Linked DNA regions of Mus musculus: all the other regions are linked to region 1. Evidence: chromatin contacts called from public Hi-C, HiChIP or PLAC-seq and promoter capture Hi-C data. All regions are on one chromosome and are shown on one strand. Each heading gives the region's core, a stretch centred on a gene start, on an enhancer-like site or on the middle of the called end of the contact. The rest is flanking DNA. Distances are from core to core; before and after follow the strand shown.

Evidence for each region. Promoter capture Hi-C pulls out the DNA fragments that hold promoters and counts their contacts. A called contact is a pair of places that touch in the nucleus more often than the background predicts. HiChIP or PLAC-seq counts read pairs in DNA pulled down with a chosen protein or histone mark.
Region 2: a contact with region 1 is called in an H3K27ac HiChIP or PLAC-seq map of extraembryonic endoderm stem cells. The contact joins the enhancer-like site here to the promoter of Ccn1 in region 1. A contact is called at or near these places in 10 of 39 promoter capture datasets (the 3T3-L1 cell line, 3T3-L1-derived adipocytes, cranial neural crest and 5 more), 1 of 15 datasets of contacts at CTCF or cohesin (the NIH/3T3 cell line), 12 of 484 Hi-C or Micro-C datasets (Sertoli cells, embryonic stem cells, granulosa cells and 4 more), 23 of 115 datasets of contacts at active chromatin or transcription factors (the NIH/3T3 cell line, craniofacial prominence, differentiating embryonic stem cells and 14 more) and 2 of 9 other capture datasets (adipose tissue and liver).
Region 3: a contact with region 1 is called in an H3K27ac HiChIP or PLAC-seq map of heart atrium, with 14 read pairs. The contact joins the enhancer-like site here to the promoter of Ccn1 in region 1. A contact is called at or near these places in 7 of 39 promoter capture datasets (the SN4741 cell line, cranial neural crest, embryonic stem cells and 4 more), 1 of 15 datasets of contacts at CTCF or cohesin (the NIH/3T3 cell line), 1 of 484 Hi-C or Micro-C datasets (muscle stem cells), 17 of 115 datasets of contacts at active chromatin or transcription factors (the NIH/3T3 cell line, craniofacial prominence, embryonic basal ganglia and 10 more) and 3 of 9 other capture datasets (adipose tissue, liver and pancreatic islet).
Region 4: a Hi-C map of the C2C12 cell line shows a contact between it and region 1, with 5 times the contacts expected there. The contact joins the enhancer-like site here to the promoter of Ccn1 in region 1. A contact is called at or near these places in 8 of 39 promoter capture datasets (the 3T3-L1 cell line, the SN4741 cell line, cranial neural crest and 3 more), 10 of 484 Hi-C or Micro-C datasets (the C2C12 cell line, the HL-1 cell line, the N1E-115 cell line and 6 more), 6 of 115 datasets of contacts at active chromatin or transcription factors (the NIH/3T3 cell line, embryonic stem cells, epiblast stem cells and 1 more) and 1 of 9 other capture datasets (embryonic stem cells).
Region 5: a contact with region 1 is called in a promoter capture Hi-C map of liver. The contact joins the enhancer-like site here to the promoter of Ccn1 in region 1. A contact is called at or near these places in 14 of 39 promoter capture datasets (the 3T3-L1 cell line, 3T3-L1-derived adipocytes, the C10 cell line and 9 more), 2 of 15 datasets of contacts at CTCF or cohesin (both in the NIH/3T3 cell line), 11 of 484 Hi-C or Micro-C datasets (the C2C12 cell line, adipose-derived mesenchymal stem cells, cerebral cortex and 5 more), 21 of 115 datasets of contacts at active chromatin or transcription factors (the NIH/3T3 cell line, astrocytes, bone marrow-derived macrophages and 12 more) and 3 of 9 other capture datasets (adipose tissue, embryonic tail and liver).

What each region holds. Positions count from the first base shown.
Region 1 is chr3:145,647,423-145,651,450 of GRCm38.p6, forward strand. It overlaps Ccn1 (cellular communication network factor 1), which reads right to left and starts at 2,563. Exons shown (of 5, transcript NM_010516.2): 1 at 2,308-2,563; 2 at 1,800-2,013; 3 at 1,111-1,455; 4 at 775-989; 5 at 1-546. The coding sequence starts at 2,370. The coding sequence ends at 244. It overlaps Gm17501 (a long non-coding RNA gene), which reads left to right and starts at 2,655. Exons shown (of 3, transcript XR_003954574.1): 1 at 2,655-3,498; 2 at 3,961-4,028.
Region 2 is chr3:145,792,570-145,796,329 of GRCm38.p6, forward strand. The region is part of intron 1 of Ddah1 (dimethylarginine dimethylaminohydrolase 1); the gene reads left to right. Among named protein-coding and RNA genes, the nearest start is that of Ddah1, 36 kb to the left of the region's middle. Within about 2 kb of position 1,997, at least 4 of the 459 cell types and tissues checked have an H3K27ac peak or open chromatin away from gene starts, as enhancers often do.
Region 3 is chr3:145,861,404-145,865,754 of GRCm38.p6, forward strand. All of the region lies in intron 4 of Ddah1 (dimethylarginine dimethylaminohydrolase 1), which reads left to right. Among named protein-coding and RNA genes, the nearest start is that of Gm35187, 27 kb to the right of the region's middle. Within about 2 kb of position 2,923, at least 15 of the 459 cell types and tissues checked have an H3K27ac peak or open chromatin away from gene starts, as enhancers often do. A contact at or near this core is called in adipose tissue and heart atrium, where this site is marked.
Region 4 is chr3:145,418,112-145,422,204 of GRCm38.p6, forward strand. The region is part of intron 24 of Col24a1 (collagen, type XXIV, alpha 1); the gene reads left to right. Among named protein-coding and RNA genes, the nearest start is that of Gm35133, 28 kb to the left of the region's middle. Within about 2 kb of position 2,625, at least 41 of the 459 cell types and tissues checked have an H3K27ac peak or open chromatin away from gene starts, as enhancers often do. A contact at or near this core is called in the C2C12 cell line, the HL-1 cell line, the N1E-115 cell line and 6 more, where this site is marked.
Region 5 is chr3:145,839,895-145,843,982 of GRCm38.p6, forward strand. All of the region lies in intron 1 of Ddah1 (dimethylarginine dimethylaminohydrolase 1), which reads left to right. Among named protein-coding and RNA genes, the nearest start is that of Gm35187, 49 kb to the right of the region's middle. Within about 2 kb of position 2,622, at least 11 of the 459 cell types and tissues checked have an H3K27ac peak or open chromatin away from gene starts, as enhancers often do. A contact at or near this core is called in liver, where this site is marked.

The DNA of each region.
Region 1 (4,028 bases), core at 1,313-3,812:
TCCAGTACTATGAAGCGAAGTCTTCTCCAACTGCGGCTGCGCTGCTGTCCGTCCACATCAGCCCCTTGGCATTCTCCAACTGCGGCTGCGCTGCTGTCCGTCCACATCAGCCCCTTGGCAGTTTTGAAATACCCTAATGCTACTCAAGAATGAGCAAGGCACCATTCATCCTCCGCCCACCCACGTCTCCATGATGCTTGCGCTTCTCCTCTGTCCAGCCCACACTAGGAACCCTGGAGGCACTTAGTCCCTGAACTTGTGGATGTCATTGAATAGGCTGTACAGTCGGAACGATGCCTCGTTGGGATGCGGGCAGTTGTAGTTACATTTGCAGGACTGGATCATCATGACATTCTTGGAAAACATCTCTCCATCTTCGCATCGGAACCGCATCTTCACAGTTCTGGTCTGCAGAGGTGTGCAGCACCGGCCATCTACGCAGGAGCCGCAGTATTTGGGCCGGTATTTCTTGACACTGGAGCATCCTGCATAAGTAAATCTGACTGGTTCTGGGGATTTCTTGGTCTTGCTGCATTTCTTGCCCTTCTGGAAGAAAGAACAAAAGAAAGCCAAGAATGAGGATTGTTGTTTTTTTGTTTTTGTTTGTTTGTTTGTTTGGAGGTATGCTTTTAACCACTGTACATAGTGTTGGGCTTCATAAAGACAATTTCTTTTCAGATATATCATGGACTTTTCTTTTTTTCTTTTTTGAACAGAGGCTCATATCCCACCCACCTGTGGGGTCATCACGGTCAAGCCCTGAAAGAAACTTACTTTTAGGCTGCTGTACACTGGTTGTCCACAAGGACGCACTTCACAGATCCGGGTCTCTTTCACCAGGCGGCACTCTGGGTTGTCATTGGTAACTCGTGTGGAGATGCCAGTTCCGCAGCTCTTGGAGCACTGGGACCAAGACGTGGTCTGAACGATGCATTTCTGGCCATGGGCGTGCAGAGGGTTGAAAAGAACTCGCGGTTCGGTGCCAAAGACTAGAAAGATAAAGGAAATGGAAGGCTTCTTAGATGCTTGCATACACACACTGGTTTCTACAAAGTTGCAGACCAAGAAAGCATTTCTGCACAGTGTCTTAAGGACTCTATATCCACTTACCAGGAAGCCTCTTCAGTGAGCTGCCTTTTCCAATTGCGATTAACTCATTGTTTCTCGTTAACTCCACCTCCGAGGCATCGAGTCCGAGGAGGTCATCCTGGTCGTCCAGGGAGTCCTTAATGCTGTCTTCATCACAAACCCACTCTTCACAGCACTGCCCGCTGACTTTCACCAGCCGGGGGTTGGGACAGCCCAGATTGGGGAGAGACAGTTCTTGGGGACACAGAGGAATGCAGCCCACGGCGCCATCAATACATGTGCACTGGTGTTTACAGTTGGGCTGGAAGCTTTCCCCGTTTTGGTAGATTCTGGAGTTATATTCACAGGGTCTGCCTTCTGACTGAGCTGCAAAGACGACCAAAAGAGAGAGAGGAGAAGGTTAAGATTCGCCGCCACAGGCTGAAACTCATACATATTTTCCGCTGTTCAATTCAATGTATGGTAAAGTTCCCTACAGTTCCCCCGAGACTCCAGAGCTGAACAATAAGTTAGTCAGGAATCACTTTTCCGTATGCGCTTTTCGTTGGGCCCAGACACTCTGAATTGCATTCCAGACTGCTGAAATCATGTGCCTTTCTGCCAAGCTACCATCAACAAAGCGTCCACCATACATGGTCTCAAAATTACTAAACTTCTGGACTATGGGGACTATTATTTTTTTTAAAGGGGCCAAACCACAAGCCTCTTACCTCTGCAGATCCCTTTCAGAGCGGTGGAGCTGGCGCCGAAATTGCATTCCAACCCCTTGGTGTGGTCGCAGGGCTGAGTTTTGCTGCAGTCCTCGTTGAGTTGTTTAGCGCAGACCTTACAGCAGCCGCAGCCGTCCCGGACCAACCCGACTCCCGGGGCGCACTTGGGTGCCTCCAGAGGGCAGTGGCAGGCGGCGGGGCAGGTGGAGAGCGCCTGCAAGAGGGAGAAGCGCGTGAGATTGCTTTGCATTGCTCGGGGAGGCACGTAAACTGCCCTGAGCCTAGGTCTGGCTGTGGGGCTCCGTCCACCAGAAGTGTCTCGATCGCGTCCCGGCAGCCTGACCACCCCAGCGGCTGCGTCCCAGGAAGAGGCCCCCTGGGCATAAAGCAACAGCTACCTCCGAACTTTTCAGTCTAACTTTCCCTGCGGTGAAAGATCATGGCCCGGGGAAAGGAATCGATGAGGGCAGACCGGGAAGCAGTGGTTAAAAAAAAAAATCCAACTCACCAGTCTGGTCAAGTGGAGAAGGGTGACGGCGACAGCGAGCGTCCTGAAGGTGCTGGAGCTCATTGTGGCGCGCAGGAGGAACCGGGGCGAGCGCGGCGACACAGAACCAACAAGCCGGCGAGCAGCGGGATCAAATGCGCCCGGAGTGCGGTGAGGCGAGGGCCGAGGCGGCGGGTGTCCTTCTCTCGAGGTGCTGGCGGAGGAGGCGCAGAGATTGCAGGCGCTTCTCTGGGGCGCTCTCGCTCACGGTCTGCCCCAGCGCCGGGAGCCCGCCCTTTATAATGCCTGCCTAGGCGCCGCGTGTTGCAGTGACGTAGCTCTGTCGGCGCGTTCTAGAATTCTCAAACATCTCAGGAATGTTGGTTGGCGCGGGCTGCTGCCAAGCACCTCCCCTGGCTCCGTTGCACCTTTTCCCCCCTCTTCTCAGATCCATCAGAGAGAAAAAAAAGTTCGTTTTTTTCCACTTTAAATAACAACTTCCTTTGGGGAGGGCGGGATGCTTGGGGCGCGAGGGTGATGATTTTGATTGAAGAGGGTATATGGGGGGGGGGGGCGTGGTGTATGTGTTGGTGTGAACCCTTCAGATCTTTGCCTAGACATGGGAGGGCGGGAGACAGAGGAACAAAAGTGGTTTTGTTTGGTGATGCCTACCGGGAAAGGCAGCGAGCTGTTTGCTTGTTTACAACCAAGGTGAGAGTAAAGTTATCTACTGAGAGTCCAAAGGGGAGGGGGAGTTGGTTTCTAAGCCAGGGATCTATTTGTGGACTTCAAAGAGGCATGCTCGGATCAAGTCCCAAAGCTTTGGCATGATGTTTATTAGCCAAGAGAAGTGTATTGCAAATTAATACCCGGAGTGGCATTTATGAATGGGGGGGGGGAGGGAAGCTTCCCTCTTCGCTGGCATATTTCCAGCCAGAGGTCTTCCCTCATCCCTCCCCCTTTTTTTTGGTATGTTGTACTTGTTTGTTTTTGGAGGTTCCCAGTTTTAGTTCCAGCCCACTGCCTGCATTGGAAATCCAAGAGGAAACGAGTGCAGAGTTCTCCCGGAGCCTGACGTCCACTTCCTCACGGATGCCGGAGGCCGGGTCAACCCTCCTGGCCTCTCTCCCTGGACTGGCGGCGGTGGAAACTGAGCAGCCAAAGCAGAAGCGGAGGAGACCACCGTGGAGTGACTTGTCCTGAAATCACCAGGTGCAAAAGCTACCGGGACAAAACAGATTCTAACAGGACCATTGTGCCCTGTGGATAGCTGGAAAAAAGACTCGGGGTGTTTGCAGACACCCTCCCCCACCGCCCCCTATGTGTCTCGCTGTGTGTATTTGTTTGCCCCCCCCCCGTGTGTGTGAGTGTGTGTGTGTGTGTGTGTGTGTGTGTGTGTGTGTCTGGGCCCGTCCATGTGTTTAACTCCTTTGTTTTGGATCACTTAGAAGCCTTCTTTTTCAAGGGTAGTGCAGTGGCTCCCTCCAAGTTCCGAGACATGAGGGATTTAGAAGGCAACACTGTAATAGAGGAAGTTGGGTTTTAAGATCTTATTAAACATACAACTGAAGACACCCCTCCCACACAAGACCCTATTTGGGGTTATTAATGCCATTCATAAACTGGGATAGCTTTTCTTCATTTTTAATATTTAGGGCCTCTCTGCCTTTGCAGCTTCGCGATCTTGCTTAAGAGAGCCTCCTGCGTTGCCTGTTCTATGAATGACTCCAGTGAGAAGGAGA
Region 2 (3,760 bases), core at 747-3,246, 140 kb after region 1:
CACCAAATAAATATAAATGTCTGCGAGGTACTGTATGGAGACAGGGACTGGGGCTTGGAGGGAAGAAAGCACATTCATTTTCTCTCTCCTACTCTCCCTTCCTCTCCTCTATTCTCCTCCCTGCCCCCCCACCTCTCTCTCTCTTGTGTGAGTGTGTGCTGGAGACTGAGCCCAGGCGCTGTTGCCCATGTTACCAGGAAGCTGTACATTATCTCTGCAGAGAGGAGTGATAATGTTAAAAAGCGGGGGATTGTCTTTGAAGGGCGAAAATCTGAAACTACAATCCCAAAGTGAGATTTAGTTCCAACACGAAAGAATTATGGTGTGAAACGCAGCACGTGATTACCCCAGCAGCTGATACGGCCTGACAGCTCCCCCGAAAATGAACTGCAAACGAGGCTGTAATTTAAAGACAGTGGCGCATGACCTCAATGATCGAAACACCAAAAGCCTCTTACAGAGGCACAAATAAATATTTCAGCATGGGCGCTATCTCGTCTCTCCTGCAGCCCTCGACAGTAGGCTAATGGCTGATCGTGTTCACTAATTGTTTACATAACTAATATTCTCTGTGTTTATATTCTCTCCTTGTTATATGTTGATGCTATAGAAAGGAAAGCCAACAATGATTCCTCTCTATAAATTCTGCATGGTAATAAAAGTAATAAGTATACAATCACTAGAGAACATTTGAAGATAAATATTTTAATTTAAAATCTCAAAGCTTCGATATTTCTGTGACAGAGGGTTCACATATCCCTTTGTAAAGTCTTTTAGGAACTCAAAAAGCTTAAACACTACTTGGTCATTACACATTTCCATGAACTAAAAGGTAATGATAATGGTATCTGTTTTATGCTTAGGGAAGAAGATAGAGATGCTGGCTTAGGGAAGAAAGTAAGCAAATGTTTTCTTAAAGAACCTCCCAAGAGCCCTTTTTCCTACATCACTTGTTAACCAGTAACATCTTTGTTTATACGGAAAACAAAGCTATACAAGGTTGCAAATCCATACTTCACCTCAGTTTTGTGGACCCTGTGCCATCTCTGTTACTCTATAACTAATAATCTTAAAGTAGAAAGCTTCAAGCCAAATTGTTTTTACTGGTAGATTCTACCAAACATTTAAAGAGAGGAGAGATACAGTTCCCTGGGATCTTGTCAATAAACCAGAAGCAGAGAGAACACCTGTTAATTTGTTCTACAAAGCCAATATTATCCTAATACCAAGCAGATAAAGACAATGTAAAGAAAGACCTAAAGGCCAGTACATCTTATGAAGATTGACTTTAAACATAACCTCATGGCTAAAATGGTAGCTCTGTGTTGAAGAGAACTTGCTGTTCAGAGGACCTGGGTTCAGTTCCCATCTCCTCACATAGCAGGTCACAACTGCCTATAACTCCAGTTCCAGGGGGATCCGATGCCCTCTTCTGACCACCTCAGGTTCCTGCACACATGTGGTACACATATGCACATGTGTAATAAAATAAGTAATGTTTTAAAGCCCTCAAAATACTAACAAATACTATTCTATAACAATAGTATACAAACCAATTATACACCATGACTAGTAGCATTTGTTCCAGGGACACAGGGCTAATTCAGCACGTGAATATCAATGCAATCTTCCAAATCAGTAGTCAAAAAGAAGAAAAGTCTTACATTTATATTAGTAGTATGCTCAGAAAAAAACTGTATGAGGAAACACCCATTCACAATTACAGAAACAAACAAGAACAACAACAGAATCCATGTAAGCTCTCAGCGAGCCACAGATGTAGGGGACCATGCTTAACTAGATGAAGAACTTCCACCAAGGGGCCAGCAGGACGGCTTAGAGAGAGGGTAAAGGTTGCTGCAAACCTGGACTCGATCGCCTGGGACCCACATGGTAGGAGGAGAGAACCAACACCAGGAACTTCTCCTCTAACCTCACGTGCGCATGTCAGGCACCCCACCCCACCTCCGAGCACAAGTAATAGCATACGATAAATTCCTCCTTAAGGAAGAACACACACCAAATCCCCACAGCTAACATGTGCGTACGGGTAACAGGCTCAGTGTTTGTTCTTTACGATTAGGAACAGGCCCTGCAAGTCTTAGCCAGTGTAATAAGACAAAATAAATAAAAGGTGTCTATATGTTAAGGAAGAAAACTAAACTTCCCTTTGCTTTCAAATGACATTATTTTCTACATGAGAAAATTTCAAAAGATTGACATTCTTACACACACACACATATTTTTAAGAACAAAAAATATAGCAAAGTTTTGGGGCAAAATCCTCATATACAAAGCCAGCCACTTCTGTACCAGCAATGAAGGCTGGGATTTATAAGCTAGAAAAATCATGTAAAAATGAAACCACATAGGTATAGTTAACCAATCTTTGACAAGTATTTTTTAAAAGCCTGTTATGTTAGTCTCTTTAGTTAATCCATAGCTGCATAGTTTAAACAATGGGGGAAATTCACAGACCCCAAAACTGTAGGTTTGAGATAAAGGTGTTGAAGTGGCTGAATTCTGTTACGTGATTAAAAGCTACAGGGTGAGTTAAAATATTTGTAGAACATATACCTGGTAGTGGAGGTCTTTACAAAATATTTAAATAATTCTTAAAACTAAATGATAAAGCTGAGGGGGTGGTGCACACTTTTAATCCTGGCACCGGGGAAGTAGAGGAAGGCGGATCTCTGTGAATTGGAGGCCAGCCCAGTCCACATAGCAAGTTCCAGGAGAGCCAGGGTCCCATCCTATCTCAAAACAAACAAACAAACAAAAACCAACGCAAACCCACACGACAAAAAACCTACCACCACCACCACCAAACAACAGCAACAAAAAACAAAGCTCAACAATAAAAAAAATCATATGATTAATAAATCAACGTCTCCATAAATAAAACATTCAATGTCATCTGTTGTTAATAAATGATAAATTAAAATGTGGGGAATGTAACTTGCCTAACAAGATGGCGGGAGGAAAGTTATCAGTATCAGCTGCTTGGCAAGAATACAGAACAAGGAATTCTTCCTGCTCATATGTAAATGGCGCAGCCATGGAGAAGCTTCTCCCCGGGCCAGAAGAGCCTTACCATACAGTCCAGCAACCGTGTCCTTGGGCTCACTCAAATAAACTGAAATTCTATGTGTACACAAATGCTGGCGTTTAATTATGTATGGAACACCTACATAATCACCCAAACCTGGATGCAAGAAGCTGCCCAGTGAGTAAAGGAATAGACTAACTACGGCGCACTCATGTAAGGGAATTATTTAGGAATAAGAGACAAGCAGTAGTTTGTGTAAGGCAAAAACAGATCTTTAGTACGCCTTACTGACTGAAAGAAGTCCTTCTGGAAAGCCTAGACACTGTGTGATTCCTTCTATAGGACAACTCGGGAGACACACAACCACAGCAACGCAAAAGGGTTAGCGATAGGGCGGACATTGAGTAGGTGAAGCACTGGAGATCTGGGGAGACTGAAAACTGCCCAGTGTGTCGTTGCTGTGGCTACTGTGAAAGCACATGTTTGTAATTACCTCCAGCACTCCACAGCACTGGAGAAATGATGCAGACAGACGAATGTATGACAAACTACAAGAAGCATTTAGGAGGTGGGGGTGGGGGGGGTCCCCCTATGGAAAGCAGAATTTTCTTTAAAAATCTGTTTATATCACAGTGTATGAAACAGCTTTACTGAGAGGGAGGGAGGAGAGAGGGAGGGAGGGGCGGAGAGACAGAGGAAGGGAGGGAGGGA
Region 3 (4,351 bases), core at 1,673-4,172, 210 kb after region 1:
CTTTCCCAACCCTTTGTTTTGCAAGCTGCTTCAAGAAATGGAGTCCAGTCTCAGTGCCCTTCCGACGTCCTGTATCTAAGTAGCTAGCGAATAGTAACACACTTCACAGTGTGTGTGTGTGTGTGTGTGTGTGTGTGTGTGTGTGTTGTATACTTAAATGAAATCATCCGTGTAGAAAGATCTTAGCAACTCAGCTAAAAATCCCAAGGTACTTTACTATGCAATACTAATGGGGAAGGAAAGGCAAAGAACACATTATTGAACATATACTGGTCTGTCCCAAGGCACTAGAAGTTAGGTTGATTTGAATAGATTCTTAAAGGTACAACACCAAATCTGATCCCAGAAACACTAGTTTCTCTAGTTTTCTCCCATGGTTCTAACATTCCTTTTAGCCCTTGGCCAACTTCCACCTTAACCCTGGCTCTCTTACTATCAAGGGAATAATGAAGGGCCGGCTAACTGCCAGCCAGGCATAGCTCCTATTAGTACCTTCTAGAAGAATATCTGCCTTCTCACTGAGTAGAGGACTCCCTGCACCATACTTAGAACTCCTGATCACACACATAATGGAGCAAAATGAGCCCGCTCCAAAGAACGTATACCCCACTTCTCTATTTATACATTCACGGGCCAAACAGCAAAGTGTCTACATTACAGAGTGGGTAGGAGTCATGGCCTAGAGGCCCAATTTAATGTGAAACTAGATTTAAGTTTAAGAAAAATGAAATGTCCTTTTTTAGGACAAAAGCCAGGGCTCAAGAAGCTAGGTCTGTCACCTATCTCTGTAGGCCATTTAAAGAGATGATAAGAATAAGAAACAGATTTAGTAGACATGGCCACTCTGGGAAGAAAAATAAAGGGAGCTGGTAACCCCAAGTTCATGTTTGGGGGACTCATGTGAGATTTAGGCTTAAATCCCCATTTAAGCGAGAAGCCTGCATAAGTACTCTGCCTGGATCTAAGTGTGTTCAGCAGTGTTAATCTAAGTGTGGGCTTGCTGAGTGTCTGAACTCCATCTCAGCAAGATGATCCAAGCCAGCCCTTGATTTCGGGGACAAAGTGGTCCTCGGGAAATAGTTACTGCCATTTTAGGAGCAGCCTACATAGCTTCATGATGAGTTTGCTCTCATGTGAGGGATGCTCTGAAGTGTATGGTTCTTCTCTTGCAGTCCACAGTGTCTGAGACAGACAATGTGCCTGTCAGAGTAACCGACACAAGAAGGCATCAGATGCTGGGCTTTAGTCTTGTGTTTAGTTCATGTTAGCAGCTGAATGTGTCCCCACAGGCTCTGTCTGAACGCTTGGTTGTTTGCTCACGGTGCTATTATTGGAGGTTGTAGAACTGTCAGAAGATAAAGCCTGGCTGAAGAATTGGGCCGTGATGCTTAAAGTTTATAGCCTGGCTGTTCTCAGCTCACCTGCTGCCTCCTGGCAACCAAGATAGGAGGGGTCCTAGCCACAAGTTCCCCACCAACACACACCATAAACTCCAATATGCCTTCTCCTCAACCTTGAACCAAAATAAATCCTTCTTCTAAATAAGTTGCTTTTCATCAAACATTTGATCGCAGCTGCAAGAAAAGCAACTAATAAATAAAGTCATCTTGTTGGCCCAAATGGGAAGTATTGACCTTAGCAAGAGCGATGTCTAAATGTGTTATAGAAAGACATCTGCGATTGGAAGTGAACTGTGATTCGTTTGCAGCCGTACCTGGGTCCACCTCCTATAGCCGTACTCCTCCCCCCCCACCCCCCGTGGCCCACACCTCTCTCGGGCTAGCTTGTTGGTTTTTTTTTTTTTTTTCATGATGGAAGACAGAATAATTAATTTTGTACCATCTCTTACCCTGGTTTGTGTGTGTGTGTGTGTGTGTGTGTGTGTGTGTGTGTGTGTGTTTAGTTCCATCTAAGATCAATCACTTTCCTCTCCATGCACGAGCCTGGATTAATTACATGCTATCTGTCACAGGAGGGCAGTGTTTAATATCTGCCCTCAGGAGAGACGTGCAATAATTCTAACTTAATCTCCTTGGTATACCAGTCAGTCCTCCAGTCAGCTAGGAAGGGAGGAAGAAAATAGAACAAAGGGAAGAGAAGGAAGGAAACTGTACAGAGGGTGGACGGGTTTCAGTTGCAGAGGGATACGAGCCCACCCAGGTGAAGAGGCATAGAAGCAAGCAGCAGGCAGGGCGGCTGGAGCAGGAAGCTGAGAACTCACATGGAGTTCTCAGTGCATGGAGGTTTTTAGCTCTCAAAGCCCCACCTCCTGAACCTCCCCAAAGTGTGCCATCAGCTGGAGACCAAGAGTTCAAATATCTGAGTCTGGGGAGGACTTTCTTATTCAAACCACCACGTTAAACTCTTAGTTAAAACCCTCTGCAAACTAGTCAGTGAGGAAGGTGCTCGCCCAACCTAGAAACACATGCAAGGCTGGCCTGTTGATGGGCTCTGCTCTGCCATCGGCTGGCCGGGCAGCTCGAGGAGTATTCTCAGCCTCCCCACTCTGAGCTGCAGAGCAGTTATCTTCTCCTAGGGACAGTTAAAGTTTTCCTCCTTTTTATTGGTAATTCTGTTCTCTAAAGCCAGAGAGATGGAAAAGTAGTGTTCTTTTGTATTATAGCAAATTATTATATTAAATTATTATATTAAAAGTAGGAAGAATTTTGAGGTCTCCACTGCATTCTTCACATCTTTGTCATGTAAATGAGCTGGAGTATAGTAAGTGGAATTCCAATAGGCTTGAAATTTCAAATTAAGTGATTCCGGAATGCTGCAATTGGAAACGTCTTTTTGGCTTCTGGCTTCTGCTATACTTCCTGAAATAAGAGTGTGCTGCACATGTAAGATTCCTAGAGTGAAGATGAGGGCTGCTTCACAGCTCATTTAAATTGCATCGCACACAGCTTGTTTCTCTCTGAAAGACCAACCATGTAATACAGGTTGCTCAGGCTGTGTTTCCTCTTGTTCTGACTCAGCTTCCCCCATTGCCTTTCATGTCCAAAAATGTCCCTGTGATTTTATAGGTAGCCATATTTTAAAAACAATGAAGGTGGAAAAACCCTGAATGTGTTTGGATCGTACATGTTTTTTTTCACTGTCTGGAATTTCCTGTAGGAACACTACAACAATAGCAAAGCCAAAGAACAAGCAAAAAATGCACTCGTATCAACAGAGAGACTGCAGCGCAAAAATAAAGACATTGTCTCTGCGCTTGTCCCAGTGCATTATAGAGGGTAGCCAGCCTTCCATTTAGGTCGCTGACAATCCCATTGCAGTTTAATAAGACTGCTCACCCATTCCAGGTATGTTCACAAAACAGTAGCATCTTTCAGTCTACTGTGCCTGTATTAAGAAATTAAAACACTAAACAGGCTGCCTCCTTGTTATACCAACTGTGTGTGCAATTCTTGGCAGCAGTTACTTTATCTGACAGTTATTCCCAGTGCTGTGTGCCAGCGAGGCTGGGGTGGCCAAAATCAAATGCTTTGGTGAGATAAGGCAATAAATAATCTGAAGCTGTGAGGTCAGAAGACCAAGGCAAGAAGGAAAACATGGCCAAGTGGGAGGAAGGGACTACTGAGGCACACATTCTTCTCTTCTGGGCTTTCAGGAAAATGTCAGAGGGTGGGGGGAGAAGGAATGTTATAAGCATTGTTCCGCATGTCCATTATACACTGTATAGAAGTGTATAATGGCGAGCCCCGGGCTACCTTGCCAGCAGAGTCTTGCCCAACACCCGCAAGGGCCCACACGGGACTCCCCACGGGACCCTAAGACCTCTGGTGAGTGGACCACAGTGCCTGCCCCAATCCAATCGCGCGGAACTTGAGACTGCGGTACATAGGGAAGCAGGCTACCCGGGCCTGATCTGGGGCACAAGTCCCTTCCGCTCGACCCGAGACTCGAGCCCCGGGCTACCTTGCCAGCAGAGTCTTGCCCAACACCCGCAAGGGTCCACACGGGACTCCCCACGGGACCCTAAGACCTCTGGTGAGTGGATCACAGTGCCTGCCCCAATCCAATCGCGCGGAACTTGAGACTGCGGTACATAGGGAAGCAGGCTACCCGGGCCTGATCTGGGGCACAAGTCCCTTCCGCTCGACTCGAGACTCGAGCCCCGGGCTACCTTGCCAGCAGAGTCTTGCCCAACACCCGCAAGGGTCCACACGGGACTCCCCACGGGACCCTAAGACCTCTGGTGAGTGGACCACAGTGCCTGCCCCAATCCAATCGCGCGGAACTTGAGACTGCGGTACATAGGGAAGCAGGCTACCCGGGCCTGATCTGGGGCACAAGTCCCTTCCGCTCGACCCGAGACTCGAGCCCCGGGCTACCTTGCCAGCAGAGT
Region 4 (4,093 bases), core at 1,375-3,874, 230 kb before region 1:
TGATGGGGAAATGTCAGAGCCTGACATTTCCACTTGAATACTTGGCAGACCATCAAGACACTCTTGGTGGGGAACCTTATGTATCCATATGGCAAGAGGCTGGAGTAGAAACTCTGTGACCCAAGATAGACCTGCCCAGTCCCTCAGGAACCTATAAAATTATGAAATATCTGTTCATAGTCTAAATTTAATTGACCATACAAAAATATGTGTTCTTCAGGGTGGCACATGATATTATGCTTTCAAGTATTTTGTTGACTAAATAAAAGAGTATCTATTTTATGGCATTTTAATAAAATATTGATAAATGTAGGATTTTCATCAAATTGTTTTTCTTTGGTTGTTAGGCAATGTGTACAGAGAGTGTTTCGTCAGTGCCTTGAAACCTCAAAGCATCAAATGCTCATGTGCTTGAATGCTTGGTCCTCAACTGCTTAGCAGTGTCTTGAAGGCCATGTAGCCTTTAGAAAGTATTCTTTACTAAAGGAAGTGGTTCACTCAGGGAAAGTCTTGTGGGTTATAGCCAGCTGCAGTGCTACCATACTCCCCTTCTCCTCCTCCTCCTCCTCCTCCTCCTCCTCCTCCTCCTCCTCCTCCTCCTCCCACTCCCCCTCCTATTCTACCTATAGGTTCACCAAAAAAGTCAAGAGTCCAATCCACACTTTTCCACTGGACACTGGCATACTTTCTCCATGGTGAACTATATCTTTAACTAAGAGCCAAAATAAATCTTCTACCACTTTAGTTGCTTTCTGTCATGTACTTGGTCATATGAATGAGGGAAACATTACTCAGGTCCCAAGTTAATTTTTCCATGCCACATTTTATTTATGCTATGTAGGTAAAGTACCTATGAAGTCAGGCCCTGTGCCCACTCCCAGGATGCTACCATGTATACTCACTAGACCTTTTATTCTTTAGAGATGGTCTTTTCTGTCTATATCAAGCACACCAAATTCCTAGGTAGCATGCAAGTATAATCTAGTGATTAGAGAGGGACATGAAAATCCCAATTATGGTGTGTGTGTTCTTAAAGGGGGACAGGGCTAACTTACTATGAGAAAGGACAGGCCACTTCTATAAGCAGGAAAAGTTAGGGCCTAGTGGTTCAGACTCTTCAGGGGCCTCTGTCAAGACATTCCCCTCACAAGTGTCAGAGTTTAGTTTTTCCTGAACCAGTTTTTTATTGACCCTAGCACATTAAACTCATCTTAGTTGGGAATTTAAGCTTCTCTGCAGTTTGGTCAGTATGGTAAAAAAAAAAAAAAAAAAATCAGGAACTGAATATAGTTTGCCACTAAAAGAGATAATTGCCCAACCATTTCATTAATGAGCTCTGGGTAACATATGGCCCACCAGGGGGTTAAGTGGCCAGTCTTTCTCATTGTACTCTCATCAGGCCTGGATGTAAGTCTGTCGCTGAGGCCTTAACCCGGAAGTACTGATTTAAAAAGCAATGAGTCTTAGCTTTAGAGGAGGGTGGGTGGTTTGCACGTGTGTTCCCCCACCTCTGCTTTATTTGCGTTGTTCACTGACTTAGTCAAAATATATTTATTATCTTCTGTAGTCCAGGAATTATGCTGAACGTAAGAGATGGAGATGCTCTATAGAACATTCAGACTGATAAACTTAAAGCCACGTCTTCCTGAACAGTGATGGAGTTAGAAAACGTAGTAGCCAGGCTTCTATATCACTGTGGACAGATGCCTGAAAGAAATATTTAAGAGAGTGAAGTCTCATTTTGGCTCATGGTATAAAAAGGCTGAACCCATATATTTGTGCCGAACATCGGGGCAATGGAGGTGTTTTCTGGGGCTGTTCTTGATCACTTGGTAGACAGCAGGCAGAGAAGGCAGAGGGCAGGAGGAGGCCAGAGAAAAGCCCATCCCTCAATGCTTCCTCGGGGGCCTTCCTCCAACTAGATCTCATATCCAAGTAATACAGGCATATTATGAATCTATCAAGTGATGGTCTATGTTATTGATGAGGTAAAAGCCTTCATGATCCAGAAAAGTCTTCACAAATACACCCACAGATGTGCTCTTTTTTAATTTCCCAGATGTTTCTGAATTTCTTCAAGTCACTCATCACACACAAAAAGCTCCTTGCTCCAACCCATGCTGTCAAAGGAATAACTTCTGAGACTATAGATTTCATTTGAAAATGTAAATGAATGATCCAAAGATTGTGAATTAACAAATAATCAGAAAGGTTTCAGGTATAAGCCTTAAAATTACCCTTAAATAAAAAAAAAACTGAAGGAAAATTGTCGAAAACAAAAATAATAGACATCATTCATCCTTTGCCAATTGACTTTCTCTGCATAGTAAATCTGAAAATTTTCCTTATCTTTTCCTCTCTCCACATGCATACTCTCTAGGGTTGACTCTTAGTTGAGGCTTTTTTCCTGATGGTCTGTAAATTCCTTGGCCCTAAGCCCACATTTTCATCTGTACACTAAACATTCCTACCAGAAGCCCTCACTGGTGCTTCCTCTTTGTCATATTTTAAAAAGGAATTCTTGTGGCTGGGGAGATGGCTCAGCAGTTAAGAGCACTGGCTCTTCTTCCAGAGGATCAAGATGGAGTAATCCCCAGCACAGACACGGTGGCTCACAACTGTCTATGACTCAGTTCCGGGGATCTGAAAGCCTCCTCTGGCCTCTGCAGCCACAAGGAATGTACATAGTGCACAGTTATACATTCAGGCAAAACACCCACACATAAAAACAAACAAGCAGATAAATAAGTAAGGGATTCTTGGACTGTGGAGATGGCTGAGTTGGTAAAGTCCTGGTCCCACAAGGAGAAAGACCTGTGTTTGGATCTCAAACAGGCAACACAGAAAGGGGCAGGTGCAGTAGAGCATGTCTTTAGCCTTAGCTCTGATAGGAAGGAAATGAAATTCCCCAGAGCCGTTTGGCCAGCCAATTTAACCAATCAGTGACCACCATGTGTCTCATAAGCAAAGGTAGAGGGAAAGAAAGGAAAACACCAAGCCCCAACCTCTTGCCTCTACATTCACATGGACATGAGTCCCTGCATATACACTTGCGTGTGCGTGTGCACACACGAAAGAAAGGAAGAAAGAAAGAAAGAAAGAAAGAAAGAAAGAAAGAAAGAAAGAAAGAAAGAAAGAAAGAAAGAGAGGGGGGAGGAAGAAAAGAAGGGAAGAGAAGAGAAGAAAAGAGAGGAGAGGAGAGGAGAGGAGAGGAGAGGAGAGGAGAGGAGAGGAGAGGAGAGGAGAGGAGAGGAGAGGAGAGAAGAGAAGAGAAGAGAAGAGAAGAGAAGAGAAGAGAAGAGAAGAGAAGAGAAGAGAAGAGAAGAGAAGAGAAGAGAAGAGAGAGAAGAGAAGAGAAGAGAAGAGAAGAGAAGAGAAGAGAAGAGAAGAGAAGAGAAGAGAAGAGAAGAGAAGAGAAGAAGAGAAGAGAAGAAAGAGAAGAGAGAAAAGAAAAGAAAAGAAGAGAAAAGAAAAGAAAAGAAAAAACAGTAATCTACAGTAATTCCTCAGCTAGATGGCATGTTCTTTCTTATCTGCCCCTGGACAACTTATTGTGTGGCCATCTTCTTAGAAAATGGCGTGACTGTGAAGACATAGTGCAGGGAAACAGATCCTGTGAGAACACCTGTCTCATTTAGTGCTTGAAAATGGAGATTTTTTTTTTTCATGTGTGGCTTAACCTTTGCTCCTCCAGTCACCAAAAGTCCATATCACATTGATATACAAAGTTGTCGCTTGAAACAAAGTTAAAAAATATCAGTGGTTTTCTACAGTGGGTAAAGTCTACACTTGTCATGATGAGATAGCTTCGATCCTTTGTGTAGCTTTGTAAGGAAAGCAAAACCCACTGATAGAAAATAGTGTAGCTAAGAGTAAATCAAATGCAACTGAATGGAGTTCTACACTGTGTGTTGTAGTAAAATTCAGAGTCTCCAGGGTCTGCCATCCTCTATCCTGTTACACAGTTGTTTACATGTTGAAGATTTGGACTCTTCTGAGGCATTCAAACACTGTGTAAGACACAGTGACTTTTGAAGATAATTGTTAAGTATAGGAACCTTCTATAAAATGTTTTACAGCACCTTTTTCAACT
Region 5 (4,088 bases), core at 1,372-3,871, 190 kb after region 1:
TGCGGACAGGCTGGTGCGGATTGTGAATGAAATTGCAGGACAGAGGTGTCCATCGGGTCTCTCAAGTCTGTTCATGATGTCCAGAGTGAAGATGTGAAACCTAAATCATGTTGTGGAGAATGCCCAGAAGAAGTCAGCCATGGATAGCATCTGCTGGAAAACACCGATGCAAATAAAACCCACGCCCCAATTCAACCGTGGTAATAGAGTGGACTGGCTGGTTTTGTGTGTCAACTTGACACAGGCTGGAGTTATCACAGAGAAAGGAGCCTCCCTCGAGGAAATGTCCCCATGAGATCCAGCTGTAAGGCATTTTCTCAAATAGTGATCAAGGGGAGAAGGCCCATTGTGGGTGGCACCAGCCCTGGGCTGGTCTTGGGTTCTATAAGAAATCAAGCTGAGCAAGCCAGAGGAAGCAATCCAGTAAGCAGCATCCCTCCATGGCCTCGGCACCAGCTCCTGCCTCCAGGTTCCTGACCTGCTTGAGTTCTTGTCCTGACTTCCTTTGGTGATGTAATGCAATGTGGAAGTGTAAGCTGAATAAATAAACCCTTTCCTCCCCAACTTGCTTCTTTGACATGATGTTTTGTTCAGGAATACAAACCCTGACTAAGACATATAGTGAATACTACTCTGAATACAGTACCCCAGGACAATGCTGAGAGTGTTTAATTTGCCTTTACCTTATATTAGGGAACATTTTTGGGTTTGATTTTTGTTTATATTAAGGGAAGACATGGAAATTTAAAAAGATTTTGTATAATGTTGAAAATCTGTATTTATATTTTTTTCTTTCCATTTGAAATGTAGCCAGAATTGAAATCAATAGATGACTTGAGAGTAAAATAATAATACCATAGTCTGTGGGTTTTGAGCTCAGTGTACCAAGTACTGAGCTAGGTACTTCCTATACCTGATCCCATTTGTGAATCACATAATCCCTGTAACAGAGAAAATACTACCCCTTTACAAATCAGGAAGCCATAAGTTGTATCACTCCTTCATAGCAGTATTCAAATATCTGGTACTGTCCGTGAGGGCTCTGGAAGCTTGAGGAGGGTATGGAGGGAGAGCCGTAGAAGAAGGAAGGAGAGGGAGTGAGAAAGGTAAGAAAGGAAGCCAGGTGCTGAGAGAGAAAAGGAATCCTACAGGCTAGAGGGCAGTGTGCTCATAACCTACGCAGCCTGTGTTGTCATGGCTGATCCCCTTTGATGGGCTTGTGTGATGATGGATAGCCTTAACCTCCCTAGACAGTATCAGGAATCATGCAGGTGACAAGTGTGAGGTGTGTGCTGAAAGGGATTGTGCTGACCAAAGTGGGAAGACCCACTGAAAGTGGGCAGGATCATCCCCTGGGGCTGGATCCGGGGCTGGGTGAAGTAGGAGGTTAACAGCACCAGTGTCTCAGTGTCCTGCTGCTGTGACTTCCCTTGTGGTGAGCTGTCCCCTCCAACTGTGAGCCAGAACAAGTCCTTCTCCCCTAACCTTCTCTTGGAGGGATGTTCCATTATAGCAGCAGGAAAGGCTACAAGGAGACTCGTTGCCTGGGGTTGTTCTTCTTGTTGGTATTGGTGGTTTATTGCCTTGGGTTGTTTTTGTGGTGGTGGTTGGTTTGTTTTGGTGTTGGGTCTCTTTTCTGTTGGTTGATTGGTTGGTTGGTTGGTTGCTTGCTTGCTTGCTTGCTTGCTTGGCTGGTTGCTTGGCTGGTTGCTTGCTTGCTTGCTTGCTTGCTTGCTTGCTTGCTTGCTTGGCTGGTTGGTTGTTGGTTGGTTGCTTGGTTGGTTGCTTGGTTGCTTGGTTGGCTGGCTGGCTGGCTGGCTGGCTGGTTGATTTTCAGTCACGGGAATCTCTCTATGGAACCCTTGCTGGCTCAGAACTTCACAGGTAGTTTAGATTGACCTCAAACTCACAATCCTCTTATCTCTGCTTCTAATGCTAGAATTAAAGGCAAGAGGCATGGCTTCCAGCCTTCAGTGCTTGTTTGAGGCCTGTGGGGCATCTTACCAGCCAGGCCTACCTTTCTTGGTGCTGAAGGTTAGTTAAAGGAGAGATTATAAGAAATGTGCCTCATCACAACAGCTTCCTGGAGCTGGGAGGAAATAAAACTGGCAAGATTTTAACACGGACATGTTAAATAGGCGAACCACTCTCACTCTGAGTTGGCTCGTGGGAAAAATTGCCATTTTGTTTTGTGGTAACACAGATGGAATCTGTCACACAGTCGTAAAACATGGGAACTTGTCTAGATGTAAGAAAAAGCAACAGCTTTTTTGCTTGTGGGTCAGATTCGTGGCATAAGAATCCGTCACCATATGCACACAGTCTGGTATTTCAGATAACAAAAGTTGTGTCTGATATCTTTTGTGCACTTACAGTTCTGTGTGATATGAGCTTTATGTGAGTTTAGTAGTCCAAGGGAGCTTAAGCATAAATAAATACTCACTTCAAAGATGAGCAGACTGAGGCTCAGTCTGCCCACTAACCCAGGCAAGAGAGACGTAACTCAAAGCACTTGTCAGTCTTTAGAATGGCGTTGGATCATAAGCTAAGGTTTCTCCAATTTCTTCTTGCAATTTCTGACCTATGTGTTAGCTGCGCCCGTTCAGCTCAGCCTGTGGAATCAATACTGTTTGTCCTGATGGTTTCTCTGAGTCACTTAGCGTTCCACTGTAGAGTTGGTGTCTCTGTGGAAGGTGGAGTGTTGGATTCTTTTGTTTTTTCCCCTCCTGAACATAAATTAAGTCAACATGACTGTGCAACTACGCAACAAGCAGATGTTTAAAGGTTCATGGTTGCATCTGTTCCTATAAAGTTCCCCCTCTGTCATTTACTGTTCAGTTGGCCCCAGAAGCAGATTTGCTCCAGGCTGATGTGTCAGGGAAGTGCTAGGCCTTTTGTAGGAGACTTTGTGTGTGCTTTCCTGGGAATCTGTACCAGAATTCAGTTCTCAGTAGGCAGCCTGCTGGGCTCTGTTCTTCCGTTTTGTTAGACATCTCTCTGGGGTTAGCATGCCCAACTTGATGCTGAACCTCTCACAACTGTCCACTTCATGTTTAAGTTTTTTAAACTCTTTCAGACATTTGACTCTGAAAGTAATCTAGTACCATCCACATGGATGATGCAGACCTCCCCCAAAACCTGGCGGTAGAGCAGCAACAGAATATAATTACATCTGGATTACACATAATCCAGATGTAATGTAATGTCGGGATACCTGGTTTCACAGTTAGGAAACCACAAAATTTTATCCTCTAAAATCAATTTCCCTTTAGAATAATTTTGTCCTAAGTGTCCAACAGCTTCTTAACTCTGTACATGCACTCAAAGTTTCCAAAGGAAAAAAAATGTCTGATTATATGATCCTGACGGATCACTTTTCAAAACCAGGAGAAAAAATAAACTTTCAATTTGGAAAGACATAAGACGTGAGAGATGGAAGGAGGTGTTTCAGAGACAGTGTACAGTGACAGTGCCGCCTTGTTTCTGTCTTTCACTCTGAAGAGTTTAACTGAAGGTCCTCAGTTGAGACGCTGTGTAGTTATAGAAGCATTTCCGAGCGGAACCGGTGTTGCCGCCGAATTCCCAGTTACTGAAATGTTAACTTCCAGAGCCCGGTCCTCATGCCTTCTCCTTACACTCGGTGAATTTTCTATAGACACTAAAGCTGACAAGTGTGTGTGTGTGTGTGTGTGTGTGTGTGTGTGTGTGTGTGTGTGTGTGTGAGAGAGAGAGAGAGAGAGAGAGAGAGAGAGAGAGAGAGTTAGTTCAGAGTCTCCCGAATCATGGTAAATGTTTTGCTCCTGTTTGTATGGTATGACAATTGCCCTTCCTGTTAAAGAAGTCACTGGATGTAGTCACTATATAAAGATCATTTTGTCTATGGAAATACTTTTTATCGTTCTGAGTCACTGGTGTGTGGAAATGTAGCAGGTTCCAGGACAAGGATGGGGCGGTGTGTTTATTTTTCTTTATACCCTCTTTAATGTTTTTGAATGCATGAATGTCAGTACTGTCAAAGTATTTCCATATTTTTATTACTTTAGAAGCAACTTCTGTCATGATGCCTCTCCAGTGACAATTTTGGCAGG